Regions from separate parts of the Mus musculus genome. Here regions 2, 3, 4 and 5 are each linked to region 1. A link is a contact called in public promoter capture Hi-C data. All regions are on one chromosome and are shown on one strand. The core of a region is the stretch at or near the end of the contact, and the rest is flanking DNA. Distances in the headings are between cores, read along the strand shown. Region 1 holds the start of Zfp455 (zinc finger protein 455). Region 2 holds the start of BC048507 (cDNA sequence BC048507). Region 3 holds the start of Zfp273 (zinc finger protein 273). Region 4 holds the start of Zfp85 (zinc finger protein 85). Region 5 holds the start of Zfp85os (zinc finger protein 85, opposite strand).

What was found. Promoter capture Hi-C pulls out the DNA fragments that hold promoters and counts their contacts. Capture Hi-C pulls out chosen DNA fragments and counts their contacts.
Region 2: a promoter capture Hi-C map of neutrophils shows a contact between it and region 1. The contact joins the promoter of BC048507 here to the promoter of Zfp455 in region 1. A contact is called at or near these places in 13 of 39 promoter capture datasets (the 3T3-L1 cell line, the C10 cell line, the HPC-7 cell line and 9 more), 1 of 484 Hi-C or Micro-C datasets (embryonic stem cells) and 4 of 115 datasets of contacts at active chromatin or transcription factors (craniofacial prominence, embryonic stem cells and fibro-adipogenic progenitors).
Region 3: a contact with region 1 is called in a promoter capture Hi-C map of liver, with 6 times the contacts expected there. The contact joins the promoter of Zfp273 here to the promoter of Zfp455 in region 1. A contact is called at or near these places in 6 of 39 promoter capture datasets (cranial neural crest, embryonic stem cells, frontonasal cranial neural crest and 3 more), 2 of 484 Hi-C or Micro-C datasets (cardiomyocytes and regulatory T cells), 5 of 115 datasets of contacts at active chromatin or transcription factors (bone marrow-derived macrophages, microglia, pro-B cells and 1 more) and 3 of 9 other capture datasets (adipose tissue, liver and macrophages).
Region 4: a promoter capture Hi-C map of adipose tissue shows a contact between it and region 1, with 5 times the contacts expected there. The contact joins the promoter of Zfp85 here to the promoter of Zfp455 in region 1. A contact is called at or near these places in 6 of 39 promoter capture datasets (cranial neural crest, hippocampal neurons, liver and 2 more), 1 of 484 Hi-C or Micro-C datasets (embryonic fibroblasts), 2 of 115 datasets of contacts at active chromatin or transcription factors (bone marrow-derived macrophages and large pre-B cells) and 1 of 9 other capture datasets (adipose tissue).
Region 5: a contact with region 1 is called in a promoter capture Hi-C map of liver, with 5 times the contacts expected there. The contact joins the promoter of Zfp85os here to the promoter of Zfp455 in region 1. A contact is called at or near these places in 7 of 39 promoter capture datasets (the C10 cell line, the HPC-7 cell line, cranial neural crest and 4 more), 1 of 484 Hi-C or Micro-C datasets (nephron progenitors), 1 of 115 datasets of contacts at active chromatin or transcription factors (bone marrow-derived macrophages) and 2 of 9 other capture datasets (adipose tissue and liver).

The regions. Positions count from the first base shown.
Region 1 is chr13:67,192,183-67,196,573 of GRCm38.p6, forward strand. Zfp455 (zinc finger protein 455) reads left to right here and starts at 2,324. Exons shown (of 4, transcript NM_001048204.1): 1 at 2,324-2,412. The coding sequence starts at 2,407.
Region 2 is chr13:67,860,768-67,865,158 of GRCm38.p6, forward strand. It overlaps BC048507 (cDNA sequence BC048507), which reads left to right and starts at 2,559. Exons shown (of 1, transcript NM_001001185.3): 1 at 2,559-3,156. The coding sequence starts at 2,739. The coding sequence ends at 3,008.
Region 3 is chr13:67,812,081-67,816,471 of GRCm38.p6, forward strand. Zfp273 (zinc finger protein 273) reads left to right here and starts at 1,736. Exons shown (of 4, transcript NM_198322.3): 1 at 1,736-1,816. The coding sequence starts at 1,811. All of the region lies in intron 2 of 4930525G20Rik (RIKEN cDNA 4930525G20 gene), which reads right to left.
Region 4 is chr13:67,752,771-67,757,161 of GRCm38.p6, forward strand. Zfp85 (zinc finger protein 85) reads right to left here and starts at 2,432. Exons shown (of 4, transcript NM_001001130.3): 1 at 2,293-2,432. The coding sequence starts at 2,298. Zfp85os (zinc finger protein 85, opposite strand) reads left to right here. Exons shown (of 3, transcript NR_027969.1): 2 at 218-424; 3 at 1,809-4,068.
Region 5 is chr13:67,726,759-67,731,149 of GRCm38.p6, forward strand. It overlaps Zfp85os (zinc finger protein 85, opposite strand), which reads left to right and starts at 2,504. Exons shown (of 3, transcript NR_027969.1): 1 at 2,504-2,944. It overlaps Zfp65 (zinc finger protein 65), which reads right to left and starts at 2,415. Exons shown (of 4, transcript NM_145622.2): 1 at 2,303-2,415. The coding sequence starts at 2,308.

The DNA of each region.
Region 1 (4,391 bases), core at 1,074-3,573:
GGCATGCAACTTTCCTGAGTTCTTACCCAGAATCCAGTCACATGTCGCTGCCTTGAGCCACCTGTATTCCTGTGCTATCTCTCAATCAAATGCCTGTCAGCAAAACTAGTAAACTCTTGATTCATGATAGAGTCTTGGGTGGAATCTTTCCTACGTCTGTCATTACACCCTGGTCTGATGGGAGCAGACTCTTCTTCTGTTCTTCACTGGAAAAATCACAGAATGGAGTGTCTTATTCATTGTGGTGGAAACACATAAAGCAGTTTGATTTCCTGCTGGTGGTTGAAGAGCTGAGAAGTCATTCCACTTCAGGGAACATGGCAGCAAGCAGGCAGTCATGGTCCTGTGTAGGAGCAGACAGCTTACTCTTTGATCCACACTGGAGCACATACAGATAACTGGAAACTGCATGCTATTGTGTAATGAAAAAGCCTAGTGACATTTTCTTGTGACAAGGTCACACCTCCCACTCTTTCACAAATATTTCCCACCAACTGAGACCGAAGCATCAGTTGTATGAGGCTGTAGGGTACTATTCTCATTCTACAACCTCAGTGAATCTAAAGTTATAGACATTGTGAGATCCCCTATTCTTGTTATAGAGATGGGCAATCCTGGTACTTTGTCCAGAGCCAACATTAAATCTCCTCTGTGACAAGAGCACATCCATGGAAGTCTCTGCCTTGTGGAAGTGGAATTTCATTTGAAATTTTGATTTCATTGGAAAGCCCATTGTGGGGACTTTATGCTCATAACTACACTTTCAGGAAAGCTCTCCAGGTTCAGAACACAGCGACAAAGGAAACTCTCTTGGGGCCTGATACTAACCTAGATGAAAGCAGAACTGGACAGCACTGTATATGTTGTACTAGTTGTGGAGGCTCTGAGGTGCATCCTGTAGGTCAGCATGGAGCTTTGCAGCCATGCTAAGAGAAATGCTTCACCATGTAACTGGTAGGGTGTATACTGTCCTTCCTAATATCTTGGTGGGATCACACTTCATAAAACATGCAGGTGACAGCTAAGTGGACTTGGAACCCCACCATAGCCTCATGTTAGAAACATAGCAACATCTAGAAAGGGGATGTCTGTGCTTTAGAACACACAGATGAAGTTTAGGTTGACACTGTTCTTTGACATCCAAATGATTCAGCAACCACAGACCCAATGCATATGATGATGTAGGGGTTAGGTTTTCACAGCACATTCCTCTCGAACTTATTCTTATCCTTCCCTGCCTGGTCACTATTCCTCCTTTTGGAAAAGGCAGGTTTCCACTGGTCCATGGTAGGTTGAAGGAGTAATCTTGTAAGCACTTTGAAATAAGCAATTGATTGAATTACAACATCAAGAGACTTTGGGCTTTGACTGTCTTGGGACTATTAAAGTCTATGGGCATGTTGAGAAGTGAATTGTCTTTCTTAGAAACAGATGAAAGTGAAACTCTCAGAGGCTTCCAGGTTACAGAGTATGGTGTTTTTTTTTAACGTATTTGATTGTCAAATTCCAATAAACTTATTTGATATTTCTGATTTGTTTTTGAAATAATCATTTCTCTGTCCTGATTTTGAGAAACTGAGGTTAGTTCAGGGCAGATGCTTTGACTTTCAAAATATTGTCACATAGGAACACTTGTAGATCAGAGCAGGGAAAGGAAATTGAGTAAGAAAGATCAGACCTCTGCAGAGAGAATTCTAACAATGGATAATGGGCCAGTGGCCAGTACACATACCAGTGTGACCTCAGGAGCTGTGTCCTCCCAAGTGTAATCTGAGCAGGGGAAGGAACAACAACATCAACAACGGGCAAACATACCCAGTGGCTTATGTGTACCTGTGTTTGTGAACAACCATTGGAGACCGTTAAAATTGTAGTACAGCTCCCACTAAAAAGGAATTTCTTAAATATATATTAACATTTTAAAGTTTTAACTTTGTTAAATGATCTATACTCTCAATGTGTCCCTGACCAACTAACCACAGTATATACATCCTAATATTTACACAAAACTGTTTTTCATGATGTGGAATCTGATCCATGTATGTCTCATGCAGAGTGTAATTGCAAAGGAACAAGTATTATTTATTTATTTGCAATACTGAGTATTATGACAGAGTCTACATTAGAGTCGAGCGCTTTAAAGTAGGCCAAGTACCTACCATAGTACCTACCATAGTATAATAGTAAAGAAAACAGAGAGAAGGCTACAAATCTAAGACCAGGGAAAGACCACATTCAGTTCCAGGAATAGCTTCGCAAAGACTTCTGGGATATGTAGTCCAAGCAACTGTGCCATCACGAGGAGCCATCCAGGCAATCCCACTTTAGCTTTCGTTTTGTACATTGTGCCTTCCTCAAAGTTTTTGCGAGAGTCCTGAACGGCTGTACACGCCTGTTGTCTCTGTCATGGAGGTTGGTTCATGAAACAGCACAGCCTGGGGCTTTGTGCAAGCATCGGGCTGGGAAAAGGCGGGGAGAGTGGGTGTGGGGAAGGTGGGGACTGAGCGGACCTGGGCTTGGAGGGAGAACGGAAGAAAAGAAGCTGTTGGGATTTGTTGTGCTGATCTGGCTGGGTCACGTGAGGTTGCAGTTCTGGACCAGGAATGGGGCGATTGGGATTGTGTCTGAGGTGAGGGTTTTCATAGGACACCGCAGGGTGTCTTGGACATAGGAACAGACTGGTAGCAGGGGTCAGGATTGCAAGCTAGTGATGGTGAGATGACTACTTGCACCTGAGGCAGTGCTGGGAACTCTTTGACAGCTTTGCTGGGAAGCATGCTCCCCTAGCTGCCCCATTCTCAGGTGGATGCTGTCAGATGCCCCAGTCAGTACCTTTAGAGCAAATGGGGTACCTGGCCCCACTATCCTCTGTACCTGGCCTCCTCCTACGGTCCTGATTATGTTCATTTTCCCTATCAGTTAAGGAATTAAGAGAGAATAAAAATCCAAGTCCCAACAGGTCATAGATGGGAAAATCTGGAACAGAGCAGAGAGATCTGCCAGGATGGGAGGTCACTGAGAGTCTTTGACTATAGGTGAGGAAACACATGTAGTGGATACACAGAGGGAAGTCAGCAAAGCAGGCAACCTGCCACCTGGTTTTACCTTGAGGGCTGGGTTTCCTTAAACCTTGGATAGGTTTCCTGTTCATAAAGTAGGGTTGAATAATTGTAAATAAGACACAATGTCTGCTTGGCACACTATGATTATGTCAACGTGCCTTGATCAGGCCTTGAACCTGAGAACGTTTATGAGCAGGGTATTAGTATCTGGTGAAAATCTCGCGTGGCCTTGTTTTAGGGGGCCAGGCTTTTGTGTCAGGTCAGCAGGGTAAGGAAGAGCTCACAGACCTGTGTGTATTCTTGTGACTTAAAGTAAACAGACCTGTGATAGAAAGACACTTGAGCCTACTGTGAGGCACATTCCTGTCATCTCTGTATTTGTGAGGGGGAGGGGCAGGACCCTCTGGTCAACCCCTGCTTGATAGCAAATTCAAGGCCAATGTAGGCTACCTCAGTCTGTGTCAGAAAACATTTAATCATGCTTGATGGACGTGAGAAATACTCTCTATGATTCATTCCATGTCTTCCAGTGAGAGCCGTGGAAAACCCCTGCAATCAACACTTTGGTGTCTTACAAAGTACACATGCTTCCCTTCTGCCGACCCAATCCATGTGGGATTCAAACTTTGTTTTCACTAACATGCTCTTGTTAAAGATGGTACATTTGGGTGACTATTTGTTTGGATTTACTGTGTGAGGAAGGACTCTCCTCTTTCCCTTGCTTGATTATTCTTCCTATTGACAGTGAATGTTCACTCCTTTTGGATAGTTAAGTTTGTGTTAGATTCTGCCATGACCTGAGGATGCTTTCTTCTGGTCTTCCCTGAATTCTTCCAGTTTGCTCCGTCCATATCTAGGCAGAGACTCCATCATTTCTTCATTGCCTTTCTGCAGTTCTTGAATGATGCAGGCTACTGTAGTTTATGTTCATGTGTCATTTTCTGCCTCTTTTTCTGGGATATCTTCCTGTGTTCCTGTCCCAGAGGTTTAGCTGCTTGCAAATGCTTCTTACAGTTAGCTGGAACAAGCCCACGTCCTCCACTGTCCCTCACATGGGTACTGCTGTCTGCAACCAGTAAAGGAAACTGCTAGTGTGGGATGCCGTCCTCTTGCACAGGTTTAAGTCCAGGTCCCCTTGGTGTGTAGTTGTCCCCCTGATCTCCCAGGCCTCTTAATGTTAGTATGAGGGAAGGAGTTACTTGTCTGTACAACTCATGTATGAACCTTGCTGTGTTAGACATGTCATATCTGGAAAACTGGAGAGGAGGTGTGTTTGGTGATGACAGTCAGATCCTGCTGATCTGCATGTGTATGTCAGAGGCCATGAAG
Region 2 (4,391 bases), core at 1,309-3,808, 670 kb after region 1:
AAAGAAGAAAAACAACAACAACAACAACAACAAATGTACAGAATACCCAAGATACAGTGCACAGAACTCAAAAGGCTCAACAAACTGAAGTGCCCAAGTGAGGACACCCCAGTCCCACTTGGAAGAGAGAAGAAAGCAATCACAAGTGTGGAGGGAGGGAGGGACCTGGGAAGGAAAGTGGACTGTGTGTGTGTGTGTGTGTGTGTGTGTGTGTGTGTGTGTGTGAGAGAGAGAGAGAGAGAGAGAGAGAGAGAGAGAGAGAGAAAGTCGGGCGTGGTGGTGGCACATGCCTTTAATCCCAGCACTCAGGAGGCAGAGGCAGGCAGATTTCTGAGTTCAAGGCCAGCCTGGTCTACAAAGTGAGTTCCAGGACAGCCAGGGCTATACAGAGAAATCCTGTCTCGAAAAACCAAAACAAAAAACAAACAAACAAACAAAAAAGAAGAAAGAAAGAAAAAAGAAAAAGAAAAAAAGAAGCGGAGCCTTATTGGTGAAAGTGGGTGTCTTAGTTGGAGGTTCTGTTGCTGGGAAGAAACACCATGATCAAAAAGCAAATTGGTCAGGAAAGAGCTTATTCATCTTACACTTCCACATCATAGTTTAACATTGGGGGAAGTCAGGACAGGAACTCAAGCCGGACTGGAACCTGGAGGCAGGAGCTGATGCAGAGTCCTAGGAGGGGTGCTGCTTACTGGCTTGTTGCCCCTGGTTTACTCAGCCTGATCTCTTATAGAACCCAGGACCACCTGCCAAGGGGTGGCACCACCCACAATAGTCTGAGCCCTCCCCAGTTGATCACTAATTGAGAAAATGCCTTACCATTGGATTTCATGGAGTCATTTCCTCAAATGAGGGCCCTTTCTCTCTGATGACTCTAACTTGTATCATGTTGACACACAAAAGCAGCCAGTACTGAGGTGGTGGGCCAGGAACATGAGATTTACAGGCTGGCCCTACTTCCTGTCTGTGCTCTGCTTACTGTGTGTGATGTGTACTCTGACCTGGCACTTCCTGCCACCATATCATCCCTGCCTGCTGCCTTGTCTTCCCACCATGGTGGAATAATCCTGTTGAGCTGCAAGCCAGAATAAACCCTTCCTCCTCTCGTTGCTTTTTATTAAGCATTGGGTGATAGCATTGAGAGATGTAATTAATAAGACATGTACATATTTTTCCTGGAATTCTGTGCCATAGTGAACATATTAAACATTAATAAGTGCTTAAATTGCTATTAACTCTTTGTTTTTAAATGTAAAAGTTAGAAAGGAAAAGGGGCCCAGAATGGGGAAGAGATTTGTTATTTCTGTCTGTCCTCTTCCTCTTCCTCCTCCTCTCCCTCCTCCTCCTCTTCCTCTTCTTCCTCCTCTTCCTCCTCCTCTCCTCCTCCTCCTCTTTGTTTTTGGTTTGTTTGTTTTGTTCTGTTTTGTTTCTGTTGACATAGGTTTTCTCTGTAGCCCCAGCTGTCCTAAAACTGGCTCTGTAGACCCGGCTGGCCTTGAACTCACAGAGATCCATCCACCTGCCTCTGCCTCCCAAGTACTGTGATTAGTTGAATGGGCTGCCAAAGCCAGGAAGATTGCTCTTTTCTGCTAATCAGTGGCCCCATTTACTGCTGAGAAATGATAAGAACTAAGAGCTTATAGTAGTTATAAAGTTGGGGGTATCAGGCATGAGTCACTTGCAAAGGCTCGGAAATTTTTCTTGCATATCTGTGGGTAAATCTTGCTCTCTTAACCTTGTCTGGGAACTTGCAATTAACCAGAAGCTTCAAATAAGTAAAATGGGGGGAAAAATGGTAACGTAGGTACATCCAATTCAAATTGAAATATGATCTGAATCTTTATATAATTTCATGTATTAGCCAGGGCTGTGGGCAGTGTGCGGATTTTTCTGTTGCGGGTGGTTTGAGAATGTTTTCAGCTGATGCACAGTGCCATCTTCAGGTCTGTGAACACAGCTGCGAACATGTCAGCAAGGTATGACAGCAAATGTTATGGGTTAATTGAATCTTTCAGGAATATGAACACAGAGCTCCGGCGTGTGCCCGTATTTGGAAACAGGAGCATCACAGGTATAACTAATTAAGATGAAGCCATTAGAGGTTCATCAGGTCCCGCGTGTTTAAATCAGTCTTTCTGAAGTTTCTTAGGGAAATACGCTCATTTTTCCCCCTCGTGAAATAGACACAGTGCGCCGGGCGTGGTGGCGCACGCCTTTAATCCCAGGACTCGGGAGTCTGAGTTAGAGGCTAGCCTGGTCTACAAAGTGAGTTCCAGGACAGCCAAGGATATACAGAGAAACCCCGTCTCGAAAAACCAAAAAAAAAAAAAAAAAAAAGTTTTGATTTTATTGGAGAGTAGGCCGGTTCATTTAAAATATTTCCCTCAAGCAACAGCAGTGTCTGCTGCTTCCACTGCATTTCCTCACACATGTGAATTTCTGATTCATGAAAAGCCAGGTCTCCAGGGTTCGGCTCCCCACCTCAGAGGGTCAGCGGGTAATTGTGCAGTCACAATGAGGCGGTTTCTTGCTTTTTGTGACAAAATAAACCACCTACCAAATGGCTCCTGAAGGGGTAAAGAAAAGGTAGCAAACGCATACAGTTAAATATTTAGCTAAGAGATGCGCCACGGCTTCGGCTTCAGCAGGGACCGGCTGTCTGCTGCTGCTGCTTGAGCACCGCCAGCATCTTCCCTAGGGGCACGCAGCGGCCGATTGGCCCCTGCTCCGCGGTAACCATGTGCGATCGGAAGGCAGTGATAAAAACTGTAGACATGTCGGAAGAGATGCAGCAGGACTCGGTGAGGTGTGCTATCCAGGCGCTGGAGAAGTACAGCACAGAGAAGGATATTGCGGCCCATATCAAGAAGGAGTTTGACAAGAAGTACAACCCCACCTGGCACTGCATTGTGGGCCGGAACTTCGGTAGTTACGTGACGTACGAAACCAAACACTTCGTCTACTTCTACCTGGGTCAGGTGGCCATTCTTCTCTTCAAATCTGGGTAAAAGCGTGGACTGACTGCATCCTAAATGTCAAATACCAGAGTCCGGATCTTCAGCCTTGTTAAGGGAACGCCTCGTCTGAACCTGTTGTGTTCTGTAGAGGGCCTCATTCTCTGTACAAGTTTGTGGTTATAAAATTAGTGAAACAGCTTACATTTGTATTTATTTTCTAGCCCATACTTCTGTACCCTAGTTTTTTCTCCCTTAGGTCATTCCTTTAAAAATAAATCTGGTGGAGATGCCATAAAAAAAAGAAAAAAAAAAAAAAAAGAAAAATCTTAACACGGTTGCGCATGGGAGGTGGGTGTGGCGGGGGGCGGCGGGGGGGGGGGGAGATTAAGTTCAAGAAAACAGACCAGCCCTGTTTTCCTTCCTTTTATTTATGAGTTTTGACCTTGAATAACAACTGTTGGCCTTGGAGCTATGTTTTCTCTATAAGAAATATGCATTTGTCTTTCAAATCTTTTAGGATGGTTATAAAGAGATTGAATGTAAATCCAGTGTTGTTTGTTGAAGTCTATCATAACACATGCTAATGAGATCACTCATGCCCACCGAGATAGCGTCACTGCCTGTTCAGGCCACAAGATACTTCTTATGACAAGACACTTGAGGTATCTCCATTTCAAAATATTATTAACAGGGCTGGAGAGATGGCTCGGAGCTTAAGAGCACTGGCTGCTCTTCCAGAGGTCCAGAGTTCAATTCCCAGTATCCATATGGTGGCTCAGAGTGGCTCATAAGCATCTATAGTGAGAATTGGTGCCCTCTTCTGGCCTGCTAGCATACATGCAGGAAGAATGCTGACTACACGATAAATAAATAAATAAATAATCTTTAAAAATATTATTGGCAATTTAAAATATCTTCTAGTGTGTCTTTCTTTACCCCTCCCTCCCTCCCTCCCTCCCTCCCTCCCTCCCTCCCTCCCTCCCTCCCTCCCTCACTCCCTCCCTCCCTCCCTCCCTCCCTTTTTAAAGCTGAAAGGGAGAGATTTAATATGGCCACACTGGGAAGAGGAGCAAAGAAAACTGTCTTCCCTAAGTCCATAATTGGGGATCCTAAGGTGAGGATTTCATCAATGGATGAAAGCCCCTGTAACCCTGGGAGCCACTGTCACCTACTGTATTGTCTGAGTGGCATTGTTTCTGTACTGAGAGCTAGAATGGCATCTTTCATATTTATTTCCTGTTTATACCTTGTGCCCGTTATACCTTTACCACAACCAAAGTTTTGTTCTTGTGGATTCATCCATTCTCTGTGGTTTTAATGAGCTCCGTGTTAATGAGGTCTCACAGTCAAAACAACCATGCAAAGCTTTGAACAGAGAGGAGTAATGGAAAATAATTAGGATCTATTTTAGGTCCCTGGTCTGTCAGTGTCAGC
Region 3 (4,391 bases), core at 486-2,985, 620 kb after region 1:
TTTTGGGAGAGCAGACCTCTTGCCACACCACCTCCAGTAGGATCTGTGTTACAAGTTCCACAGACTAAGGCAATTGACCTCAAAAGGGGGAGGCCTCCTGGAACCAGTTGTTGAACTCTTCACCAGAGAAAAAATTTTGAGTCGTAGTTCTCATGTCAATCTATCTGTTTTGTTTTCTCTTATTCCTTTTCTTATTTATATGTTCCTGGTAGCCTAGGCCAAGATCTTAAGTGAGAATAATGGGTAAGAAATAATCCCTAGAGATTGGGCCACTAACATGACCTTAACCCCAGGGAAACCAACACTTTACTTTCTAAATCATTTACAAAATTATTATGATAAAAACTTTCCCAACAATAAAATTTCATATGGCTACACATGTGTCATCGGAGGTGGATTTTGGTATATGTTAAAGAAAGCCTTAATTAGGAAGAATTAAAGTAGTTTAAATTTATACACTGAAGATTATAAAAAATCAGGCACTAGATGTTAAATAATTCCATGGGGCTGGAAAGTTAGTTTAGCACTGATCATTAAAGATTTATTAACCTGCTCCTAGAAATATGCCACTAGCTTTGGACGGCAGCCCCCACTGGATACATCCTTTTAGAATTGTTATATTTTGATGATTTATGATGATGTTACCTGTTCTGTTTGCAATGCACTGAATACATGGTTTCAGAGTTGTAATGCTTGGATGATTTTTCTACTTTACTGTGCCAAATGATTTTTGTTGGTATCTGTGAATGTTTCATTTGGATGTAGTTTCTAAGAGATGTAATGTTTAGTTTTTTAATGTATAATATCTCCTGCTTGAGAGCTGCAGAATACACTCAGATTCAAACTGCCTATGTGTTTGTTTCTATTTGTCACTGTCAAAACCTTATCCACCTAGCTTCAAGGACCCTCATTCCAGGGACCCTCATACTTGACTGTGGTGCTCCGCGGCAATCTCTTATGATAGAAATCCTATGATGAGTGATGAATAGTGTGTCAAGAGTCAGTTCACTGGCCATATTGAGCCCAAGATCAGTTTTCCTCCCATTGAGAGTAGAGCCAGGAGCTGGAAGAACATCTGGTGGTGAATAGTTGTGTGAGATTGTGAAAGAGAATCCGGTAAAGCTCTGGCACAGCTCTCTCAAATATTAAATTGTTTACACGGATTAATTGAGGAACGTGTGGACAAGGGACTAAGGACAGAAGAAAATCTCAAAGGGTTTCTGGGGCTTATCGGTAAGAGATATCTGTGTTTCCTAGCCCATATCCGCCCCAAACTGTGGATTTCAGTGTACACACCAAAATTGTTCTGTTTTTTGTTTTTGTTCTCCTCTTTGATTTAGTGTCATAATGGATGTTAAACCTAGGCCTCCTTTACTCCAGGCAAGTGCTTCACCAGTGAGTAGCCCCCCATCTCTTTTGGTAGTGTGTAATTTGGGACATAGACTTGTGATTCTTCTGTCTCAAACCCCTGAGCTTTTTAAGACACAGCATTGATCAGAGTAAGAAGTAAACTTAATACACATTACTGTAAAAGGCTGCACTCATATTCGCAAATTGCCCTTTGTAAATTTGGGATTTTTAAAGGAGCCTAATTCCAGTTAAATACAATCCATGACCTATAAACCCTCTGACTTCTTTGGTTCAGGGCAGTCCTTCGCATAGACTTCTGGGAAATGTAGTTTCTCTCTGCATGACCCCGCTAGACAGGACTCTGCTCTCTGTGCTTCCGGGTTCATTTTGCATTTGTGATTCTCCAAACTCTGCGGCGTTCTCAAAGTTCGGACAGTGTGGCTTGTTCTTCGCGCTTAACATGGAGGTTGGTCCCGGGTGCAGCCTAGACTTGCAAACCTCATGAACTCTGAGGTTGGGCGGGTCCGGCGTGCAGGGAGCCGGTGAGGGCTGGGCGGGAGGCGGAGAGAAGCCCACTTGGATGTGCAATGCAGATCTAGGCTTGGCCAGAGTGCAGGGGTGGGGCGCACGCACGGTGCCAGGAGCGAATGCTCTGTTAGGACGGAGCGACTGCCAGAGTCAATCATGTGTTTCAGGGACCTGAGAGGTGGCCTGCTAGTGCAAGAATGGAGATCGGAAAGCTTGAATCCTGTCTAGTGACGTCATGATTAGAGGGACTGCATTTCCCACAAGTCTATGCGAAGATCTCCAAAAGAGCGCTATTGCCCAAGGCTTTTCAATACCTTTAGGCTACTTTTAAAATACCAGATTTAAAGAGGTTGTTGTAGGAATATGATTCCACCTTTCAATGTCACTGTGTATTGAGTTTACGTCTTACTTTGATCGATATGTTGTGACTTTAAAAGCTCAGGTGTACCTAGAATCGTATGGCAGGAGGGAAAATGCACATTGACACAATTTTACCTTATGATAATGGAGCAAGGAGCTACACTGAGACACACCACATGGCTAGAGCAGGGTGGCTTGGCTGATCGTGCGGAAGCAGGCTATGATGAGAGCGCACACAGCCCCTTGGCTGGGGAAGCTTGCTGTTACTAGCTTTCACATTGCTATTGTCAGATCCCTCAGGAAATCTAGAGCAAGTGGGTTTTTCTGAGCCCTCCCATATTCTATGACAGGCCCAGGACTCTGGTTTTGAGTTCGTGTGGCTCATAGTTTCCAGGACAGGGAGTTCTGCGGGGGAGTTTGGTGTATGGGATGTTCGTCCCGTTTTCTTTGTGATAAATTGTTAGTTTTCAGGGCGGCTCACTTTGGATAGGAATCACTCCTTTACCCACTGTGACAGAACCCTCACATTCACACACCTGTATGAGGCAAAAAAAAAACAAAAAACAAAAACAAAAACAAAAAAAACAAAAAACAAAAAACAAAAAAACAAAACCAAAACCAAAACCTCATAGAGGGGGCGCTCTGAGCTTTGTACCTTCCCAGCTATCACTGATCCTATAGTACAGACTGGAAAATACTAGAAGATATTAACTCATAAAATTGCACCAGAGACTGCGATGTAAGAAATTTGTTTTCTTGTGGAAAGATTGAGAGATGAAGTTGAAGAGCTGTGGCTCACTCATGGAACTGTGATTGTAAACAGCTGGCTGCTCATCCCGTCCTTTGTATACACGTGTCTCCTCACCCTGCCATTTGTGCTGTTTTTGCCACACCAGTCAAATTGATTTGTATGCTGGAGACTGACTTACAGCATTAAAATCTATACCTAAGAAGCATGGGTTTAAACTACATTATCGTAAATACTAGTATTTTCTATGTATTTTTTTAAGATGTATTTATTTTTATTATATGTAAGTACACTGTAGCTGTCTTCATACACTCCAGAAGAGAGAGTCAGATCTCATTATATATGGTTGTGAGCCACCATGTGGTTGCTGGGATTTGAACTTCGGACCATCGGAAGAGCAGTCAGGTACTCTTACCCACTGAGCCATCTCACCAGCCCTCTATGTATTATCTAACTATATTAAAATAATATGGACACATTCTAGTCAATGCCACTGTCATCATTTGTATATTCTTGGATCAGGGAGTGGCACCATTTGGAGGTGTGGCCTTGTTGGAATAGGTGTGACCTGGTTGGAGTAGGTGTGTCACTGTGGGTGTGGGCTTAAGACACTCACTCTAGTTGCCTGGAAGTCAGTCTTCCACCCGCAACCTTTGGATGAAGATGTAGAACTCTCAGCTCTGCCTGTGCCATGCCTGCCTGGATACTGCCATGCTCCCACCTTGATGATTATGAACTGAACCTCTGAACCTGTAGGCCAGCCCCAAGTAAATGTTGTTTTTATAAGACTTGCCTTGGTCATGGTGTCTGATCACAGCAGTAAAACCCTAAGACAGAAGTTGGTACCAGGAGTGGGGTATTGCTGTGATAGGCCTGACCATGCTTTTATTTAAAAGAATGTGGATTTTGGGACTTTGGATTTGGAACAGAGTGGATTGCTTTAAATGGGGCTTAATGGATCATTATGGTAGGAATATGGAAGACTTTGTTGCTGTGAGTAATTTGAACTGTGTTGACCTGGCCCAAGAGATTTCAAAGGAGAAGTATTTCAGTATGTGGCATAAAGACTGTTTTTGTGGTATTTTGGTGAAGAATGTGGCTACTTTTTGCCCTTGTCTGAAAAGTCTGCCTGAGGCTAAGGTGAAGAGACTTGGATTAATTGCATTAATTGCATTGACAAAGGAAGTTTCAAAAAAGTCCAGCAGAGACTTTGTTCTCTGGTTAAGTCTCACAAAGAGAAGTTTGAACAAGCATAGCAAACTTAGAAAGGAAAAATATAAAATATATGGTTCGAGTATTAAGGGGTACCAGGAAGTGAAATGGAGCAAAATCCTGTGTTCTAGGAAATAACAGATTAAGGGAGTGGGACTTTGGGGCAAGATCCTACCCAGCTAAATTTAGGTCC
Region 4 (4,391 bases), core at 1,182-3,681, 560 kb after region 1:
ATAGTACCCTAAGTGTCATACTCCTACCTGACTCCATTGTGCACACGCTGGCCAATACTTCCTGTGCCTCTCTCCCTCAGATCACTGGCCCATTGGAGACACCTGTGTTATTTCCAAATTCTGTGAGATTTATTTCTTTGGAGTCTCTCTATGGCTAAGATCATCTTTTACTTGCCTTTCCAGGTCTGAAGTAATAATCCCATTCATATTGTCACAGACAATCCCCCCTGTTCTGAGGCTCAACTGGACTACGCTGCACATAAGTGCATATACATGTGAACCAATGTAGCGCCTCTACTTTCCTTGCTTTGCAAGACCTTCTGCAGCCTGTCAAAAGATTTCCTGATGATGACGGCACAATGCAAAGTCACGGGTGTTCCCTGAGCAGTCTGCAGCAGTTCTTTCTAGCTCCAAATTTTCAGATGTGAGTAATATAGCATGAAGTAACCATGGAAATCAGGGAAGTATAAAGGGAGCATGTGGGGAGGGGCATGAGAAATGCGTAGCAGGACACAGGTGATCTGAAGTGGGAAAGGGAAAACCTACGGGGAAGGGGGGTCAACTGGGAAAATGGTGGGAGGTCAACACAGATGGAGAAAGGGTAGAATAAACCTGGAGGGGGTTTCAATTGGCAAGAAGAAAGGAGGTCCATACAGATGGAGAGGAAGGGCGAGATAAGGAAAACGAATACCAAACCTCATGAAATCATATTATTTTATACTTACTGAAACTTATACACTATATATTATATGCAAACTTAGACAAAAACCACAAGAGCTCTCAACCCCAGAGCTAACTCTCTAGGCCTCGTGATGTTTAACTTTTTAAGTCATTTATTTTTATTTTTGTGCATATGTTGTTGCCATCTTGTATGATGGTGCACCACATGGTTACCCTGGAGACCAGAAGATGTTATTGGTTCCCTGGAACTGCAGTTATAGACAATTATGAACCACTGTGTGCCTGGTGGGGGCTGAACAATGTTCCTTTGCTAGAGAAACAAGTGCCTCTATTTAAAAAATAAATTATTTTTGATAATCTTAGGTAGCACACGTAACCTTAAATTTGACATTTTCTTTTAAATAGGTCTGTTTGATAAATATATTAAATATAAATGTGTATATGTATATATTAAATGCATGCATGTGTGACCTGTGATATAAGCATTTTGCTGTATCACCTCTACCTTCTAAGAAACGGGATCTAAGGTACAAGAAAATGTACTTTTCACACCATAAAATGTAAAATGACATGTTCTTAGTTTCCTGAACATTAATGGCATTGACTAGAAAGTGTCCATATTATTGTAATTATAGTTAGATAATACATAGAAAATACTGGTATTATGATAATGTAGTTTAAAGCCCATGCTTCTTAGGTATAGATTTGAATGCTGTAAGTCAGTCTCCAGCACACAAATCAATTTGACTGAAGTGTGGCAAAAACAGCACAAAGGACAGAGTGAGCAAAGGCTGTATACAAAGCACGGGGTGAGCAGCTGGCTGTATACAAATGCCATGGGGAGCAGACTGTTGTATACAATCACAAGACCTTTAGTGAGCCACATTTCTTCAACCCCATCTCTCAATCTTTCCACACAATACAAATACCTGGGCAACTTATCTCTCCTTTCACAAAAGGAGTCCAAATTTCTGACATCGCAGTCTCTGGTGCAATTGTATGTGGTAATATTCTCTAGTATTTTCCACTCTGCAGTGTTGTAGGATCAGTGATAGCTGGGAAGGTACAAAGCTCAGAGTGCCCCCTCGATGAGAATTTTTTTTTTTTTTTTTTTTTGCCTCATACAGGTGTGTGAATGTGAGGGTTCTGTCACAGTGGGTAAAGGAGTGATTCCTATCCAAAGTGAGCCGCCCTGAAAACAATTTATCACAAAGAAAACGGGACGAACATCCCATACACCAAACTCCCCCGCCAGAACTCACTGTCCTGGAAACTATGAGCCACACGAACTCAAAACAAGAGTCCTGGGCCTGTCATAGAATATGGGAGGGCTCAGAAAAACCCACTTGCTCTAGATTTCCTGAGGGATCTGACAACAGCAATGTGAAAGCTAGTAACAGCAAGCTTCCCCAGCCAAGGTGCTGTGTGAGCTTTCATCACAGCCTGTCTCTGGCATGGTCAGCCAAGCCACCCCTAAGCCTAGATCTGCACTGCACATCCAAATGGGCTTCTCTCCGCCTCCTGCCCAGCCCTCCCCCGCTCCCTGCACGCCGGACCCGCCTACCCGCAGAGTTCCTGGATTTGCAAGTCTAGGCTGCACCCGGGACCAACCTTCATGTTAAGCGCGAAGAACAAGCCACACTGTCCCAACTTTGAGAACACCGCAGAGTTTGGAGAATCACAAACGTAAAAAGAACCCGGAAGCACAGAGAGCAGAGTCCTGTCTAGCGGGGTCATACAGAAAGAGAGAGAGAGACTACATTTCCCAGAAGTCTACGCGAAGGACTACCCGGAACCAAAGAAGGCAAAGAATTTAAAGCGCATGGATTGTATGTAACTGGAATTAGGCTGCTTTTAAAAATCCCAAATTTACAAAGGGCATTTTGAGAATATGAGTCCAGCCTTTAACGGTAATATGTATTAGATTTACTTCTTACTCTGATCAATGCTGTGACTTAAAAAGCTCAGGGGTTCCTAGAATCTTATGGGGGGCAGAAAAAAAATCACATTGAGTCAATTTTACTTTAAAATAACGGAGCAAGAAGCTACTTTAGGGCACACCACAAACTCTTTAGGATAGTTTTTGAAACCAAGTTTCCTGGAAATATTCTGAAATCTCAGCTACTCTGGGGTTTGAGACAGAAGAATCACAAGTCTATGTCCCAAATTACACAGTACCAAAAGAGATGGGGGCTACTCACTGGTGAAGCACTTGCCTGGAGTGAAGGAGGCCTTGGTTTAATACCCATTATGACACTAAATCAAAGAGGAAAAAAAAATAACCGAACAGATTTGATGTGTACACTGAAATCCACGGTTTGGGGCGTGGACTAGGGAACACAGATGTCTCTTACCTATAAGTCCCAGAAACCCTTTGAGATTTTCATCTGTCCTTAGTCCCCTTGTCCACACGTTCCTCCGATATCCGTGTAAACAATTTAACATTTGAGAGAGCTTCACCAGATTCTCTTTCACAATCTCATACAACTATTCACCACCAAATGTTCTTCCTGGCTCCTCTCCCAGTTAGAGGAAAACTGGTCTTGGAATCAGTATGGTGTGTGAACTGACTCCTGACCCACTATCCAACACTCATCATAAGATTTCTCTCTGTATTACTTCGGATCTGCCCTATTCAACTTCCAGTCTCTTTCTGGACTCCTTACATTACTCCCATTCATGTGGAAGTACTTAAAGGTTCTTTTGTTTTGTTTTGTTTTTTGCTTGAAGTTCACTCTATTCCCTCATCTCATAACACAGGAATGAATCTTCCTTTAATACAAAGGTATCAGAAATATGTTCCTGATCATACAGAATGAACTCATTGCAAGAAAGGGGCTGGACTGACACCACGGAGTGATGGGACTCCCTATCTCGTGTGTATGTATTCCTGTACTGGTAACATCTGAGACCCAACGATAAACCCCACGAGAGGAAAGAGTTTGTTTTCGTGCCATGGTCACTGATTCACAATGAGATTACTTCTTGGATGAGAGAGTGGGAAGATCAGATTGTTCTTTTTTTGTTTCATCACCAGAAAGAAATTGTGCTGGGTTTTATATCAATTTGACACAAGCTAAAGTCATCAGAGGAGGAAGCCTCAGTGAGAAAAAGCCTCTATATGGTTGGGCTGTGGGCAAGCCTGTAGGGCATTTCATCTTCACAATAAGTAATAGATGTAGGAGGGCCTAGGATGTTGTGGGTGGTGCCAACCTTGGGCTGGGGTCCTGGGTTCTCTAAGAATCAGGCTGAGTAAGCAACACCTCTCCATGGCCTTGCATCTGCTCCTGCTTCCAGATTCCTGCCCTGTTTGAGGTTCTGTCTTGGCTTTCTCCAATGGACAGTAGTCCAGGATATGTAAACCAAATAAACCCTCTTGTCCCCGTGATTGCTATTCTTGACACTTGACTACTTTCTGGAATTAACTGGATTCCGGAAATGGAGGATACCCTGTGAGGGATTTTTCTGCTTGGTTTGAAGTCAGTGGTTTCGCTTCTAGTCCAGTCTTTTGAGATAGGGAGGCACATGACTTTGATCCCAACCTTGAGCTGGGAAGATACACCTTTCATCTGGACCACACCGTCTTCTCAAATCCTATAAAACAATGAGTTTTAACCTGTGGGTTATGTCCCCCTTCAGGGTCGAACAATCCTTTCACAAGAGGGGAGATGACTGGGGTGGGACTCGGTTAAAGCAGGACAGAATCCATC
Region 5 (4,391 bases), core at 1,254-3,753, 530 kb after region 1:
TTAAGGAATATAGAGCTGTTTCATAATGGAAAAAAATAAAGGAAGCTGTTTTAAGTCAGACACACAAAACTAATAAAACAACAATCACTTTTGCAGCATGTGGCTGACTGGTGGTCATGCCTGTATTTTTTTCCTAAAAACCATATGACTAGATTTCATTAAAAAAAAAAACAACAACAACAACAATATAAAAGATCATGCTGGCATTTGCCCTTAGTATACTACAAGATATCATAAGATAGAAAGGTTCCCTATGCACAAGGGTAAGTACGCTTAACAATGAAAATGGCCGTCTTAGCAAAATCAACCTACAAATTCAATGCACTTCTCACCAAAATTCCCACGTAATTCTTTACAGATCTTTAAAGAACAATTCTCAATTTGATAATTATATATATATATATATATATATATATATATATATATATATATAAAGGCCCATGTTGCTGTACCATCAATACATTGTAAGGAATGTGTTTTGATGTACAAGGCAGGATTCTGACTTCACATACTCCTATATTTTTCCTAAAGATTAGCAACATTAACTAGGAAATGTCTATTAATCTAGATAGGGTTGCAAACTCATTGAAAATCCCAGTAGATAGGACGGAGTTGTCTGAAGCCCATACTTCCTTAGAGTCAGCTTCAATGCCATGAGCCAGGCTCACTAATTCTTGATTTGACTGAAGAGTGACAATATAAGCAAGATCACCTGAGATAGGGGGAGGGGCTGTGGAGGAGAAACCCTGAAAAAGCAAACACAAAAACAAAAAAAAAAAATGAGTGTCTGACTGTGAATGCAAAACTCTTGTAAGGGGTCTGTGTGTGCAGAGACTGGTGGCCCATGTGGAAGTTCACGGAGGGGCAGAGCCTGGAATTCTGCAGGTTCAGGGTTGGCTGCCTTACCTTGGGCTGGTTTTCTCTTCAAGGGCAGTCATTACCTTACTCTGTAGTGGACCACACAGCTTGTGACAATAGTTTAAAAGAAACTCCCAGAATCCACTGACTAGGCAGAACATGAGCTTCTATCAGTCCAAAAGCTAAAATCTCATCAAATGGTATCTTTGGTGAATAGAACATCTCCCATGTCTCACAGTACATACCTCTATCAGACTCACATCAATGTATTTTAAAATTTACTTGGCTAATGACATTATTTGTTCTGTAAAACCATGAAACTGCTTCCAAGTTGGAGTATGGAATTTTCACTAAACTAAATCTGTCTTCTCAGATCATGGCCAATTAAATGGCTCTGGGCTAAACTATTCTCTTAACCCTTCAAGAGGAGAACTGTGCATTTTGCATGAACAGGAACCTACTATGTGTAAACCTTAAGACCCCCAAGTGTGCTACAGCTTTTGAAATTTATCTTACAGTCTCTCAAAGACAGTACAAAAACTTGGGGAATCCTTTCTAGAACTATCCAGGAAGCATCAGTAAACCAGAAAGCCACATTGAGGGACAGAGTACTTTTAGAAGAGATTAGTCACTGCTGATAATGTGAACAGACAGAAGTAAATCATGTGGTAAGAGAACAATGTTCAGAGCCTGGCCTATTAGCAGAGATATTTTCTCCCTTCCCTTTCAGGCATTCCAGCCCCTCCCTGCGATCTTTCTCTCATCACACAAGTGTACTATCCTATCAGAAATGCAGTCCAAATTTTGAAAAAATAAATATACTCAGATAGTATTATTGGGGCACTGCTGTCTAGTGATTTTAAGCTTAAGTGTAAAATCCATAATTATTTGGATTGTGCCAACATAAGTTCAAAACAATTCCAAGATTATTCTGTAGCTACATAGCCTTGTATTGTGACGACTCAGGTCACAGAGGTGTACATTAGGAATTCCTACTCAACCCGAGGCATCCATAAATCTAACAATTCATTCCAAAAGAAAAGAAACTAACATCCCACACAACAGTCGCCCTCACAAGACTCTCTGTCCCTGGAACTTCCGGAAGTTCTGTAAGTGCTGGGACTCAGACTACAATCACATGAGTAAGGGTCAGCTAGGCAGAGCAAAGTAGAATGCTCCCTTCAGCATCTCCGCACAGGCAGTCAGCAGACCCAGCCTGCCCTTGCCATCCCCTTGTCTCTAACATTCTTCCCGGCCAATCCTGCTCCTAGGGGCAGTGGCCCATCCTAGGTCAACACAGTACCTCCAGGTCGGCGGCCCCCTCGCCCCCCGCCCCCCCCCCCCCCCCGTCTCCCAACCAGCCTGAGCCAGCTCCCTCCGCGCCTGACCCGCCATCCTGCACAGTCCCTCAGATCTGTACGACCGCACTGCTCCCTGCACCAACCTCCATGTCAGGGATCCAAACCCAAGACACTCGATTAACTTTGGGGAGAAGCAAGGTTTAAGAACGAATCCGGAAGTTTGGTACCAACGGCCCCTTCTGGAGTCGTCATAATTGTTGGGACTACATCTCCCACAAATCAGTGTAAAGGACTTCCAGGAACACACCAAAGGAGTTCGGTGCACTGCCTGGGTACCTGCCTAAGTGTGAGCAAGTGAAATTGGAAAGAAACAGGCACATGGGCAGCCACAGGGCATTCGGGCTCTTTTGAAGTGCTGTGGTCTCAGCAAGGGATGTTAGCCTGTGAGTCGAGCCTTTCTCAGTAATGTTAATTATACATGCTAGTTATTTCTGCTAAAACGTGATTTTAAAGCTCAAATCTACTTATGAAATCATACTAACACATGGGAAATCATGCTTTCATGGTCTGCTTTACTTAAAAATAAGGAAGCAGGAAGGTAATGTAGGACTGAGCATTTCTTTAATGAAACCACGCTTGGTGATCCCGCCTGACATGCAGCATCTCAGGTGCTTAAGACAGAAGAACAGGAAATCAAAACTAGTCACCACCGGGTGTTCTCTGAGCACAGGCTTTCCTCCTCCCCATCTCCCAGCAGGAGGCGCAGAGCTCCTGGGATCACACTGGTGAGTCTACTGACTTTTGGTACACTGTGCACTATAGGATTTCCCTTGTTCCCTTTGATGTTCCTTATAGAATTTCCTCTCTCTCCTGATCATGCCATCATTCATGTTTCAGACTATTTAATATTTGGTATCTGTCTTGAACTTCCCTCACTTCTTTAGGAAAGTTTATTCCTGTGCAGTTCATGCTTGAGACAAAGGTATGAACCCCATCCATCACAAGGAAGATTTCATGTTTCTGTGATGCATTCTGATTCACAGGGAAACTGATTCAGAACAGAGACTATGTGAAGTTCCTATCAATTCTTGTATTCCAGGCAGTGTGTTAACCCAGGGATACAGCTCCACTTAGAGAAACTAGAGTCAAGCAGTACATTCACCTGAACACTTGATTGGCATGTCTGTTTAGAATGAGGTCATGACTAGTCTGTACTCCTCCTGAATGCTGCAGTGAAGGGCACTGTCATCAACCATAAGGCCTTAGCATTTCTGGACATGTCTAGGATTCCAGTGTACATGTGCATGTGCGTGTGTGTGCATGTATGTTTGTGTCTGTTACATGTAAACCTACCTGAGAGGGCACTGACTCCTCTGGGAGGTGCTGATCTGTGAGGATGCAGCATTCACCCTCAACTGTTCTGCAGTTTCCATTTCCTCCTAGTGGGATTGGTTAATTCAAGAGGAAGAGGAGGAACTAATATGGTATAGGAACAAAACGAACATGCAGAACCTAACTGAACATACAGGAAGCCCCATTTAGCATGATATTAGGGGCCCAGGCATACTTAGGGAGAGTTTACCACAGTCTGATTCTCAGGCCTTATATGTTTCCTTAGACCATGTTGGCAGTTTCAACTTTATCAGACATACTATCATTTTATAAAAACTTGATTATTTTAGTTTCACCCATACAAACATTCTGGATTAGCTGTGAGATTTGACCAAATTCCTCTAAAATCTATGTTCACTTACAGTAAGCGAAGGAGATTGTTATGTAGTTGAGAGTAGGTAATATTCTTACAGAGCATGAGTTTGTTTTCTAATAATACTGTCCTTGCCCAGGTGACTATGGCATGAGAGAAGGTTCCTGCACAAACGTGGACAAAAGAACGTATGCTAAAAGAAGGAACATTCATAATGTCCATTTGCCAGAGATCCTTAGGTCTGAGTCCTCTGAGATTAACTCCCGTAGGCAAAGAATGATGGGTTTCTGGACAAATGGCTCTTGCCTGACAGCCTGTCTTGTTAAACTACTTGATAGCATAATGCTTCTGCTTGCTCTAAGCTGTACAAATATAAGGTTGTATAGCAAGATCAGCTAGCCAATTGCCTTCTGTCAAGGGCCCAGATAAATGCGTGTCCATAAATGACTTATAAAAAACACAGGGAGGTTCTGTTTTGAAATAAAAGTTGTAACTTAAATAAAAGTGAAGATATGGTAGCTTTGTTT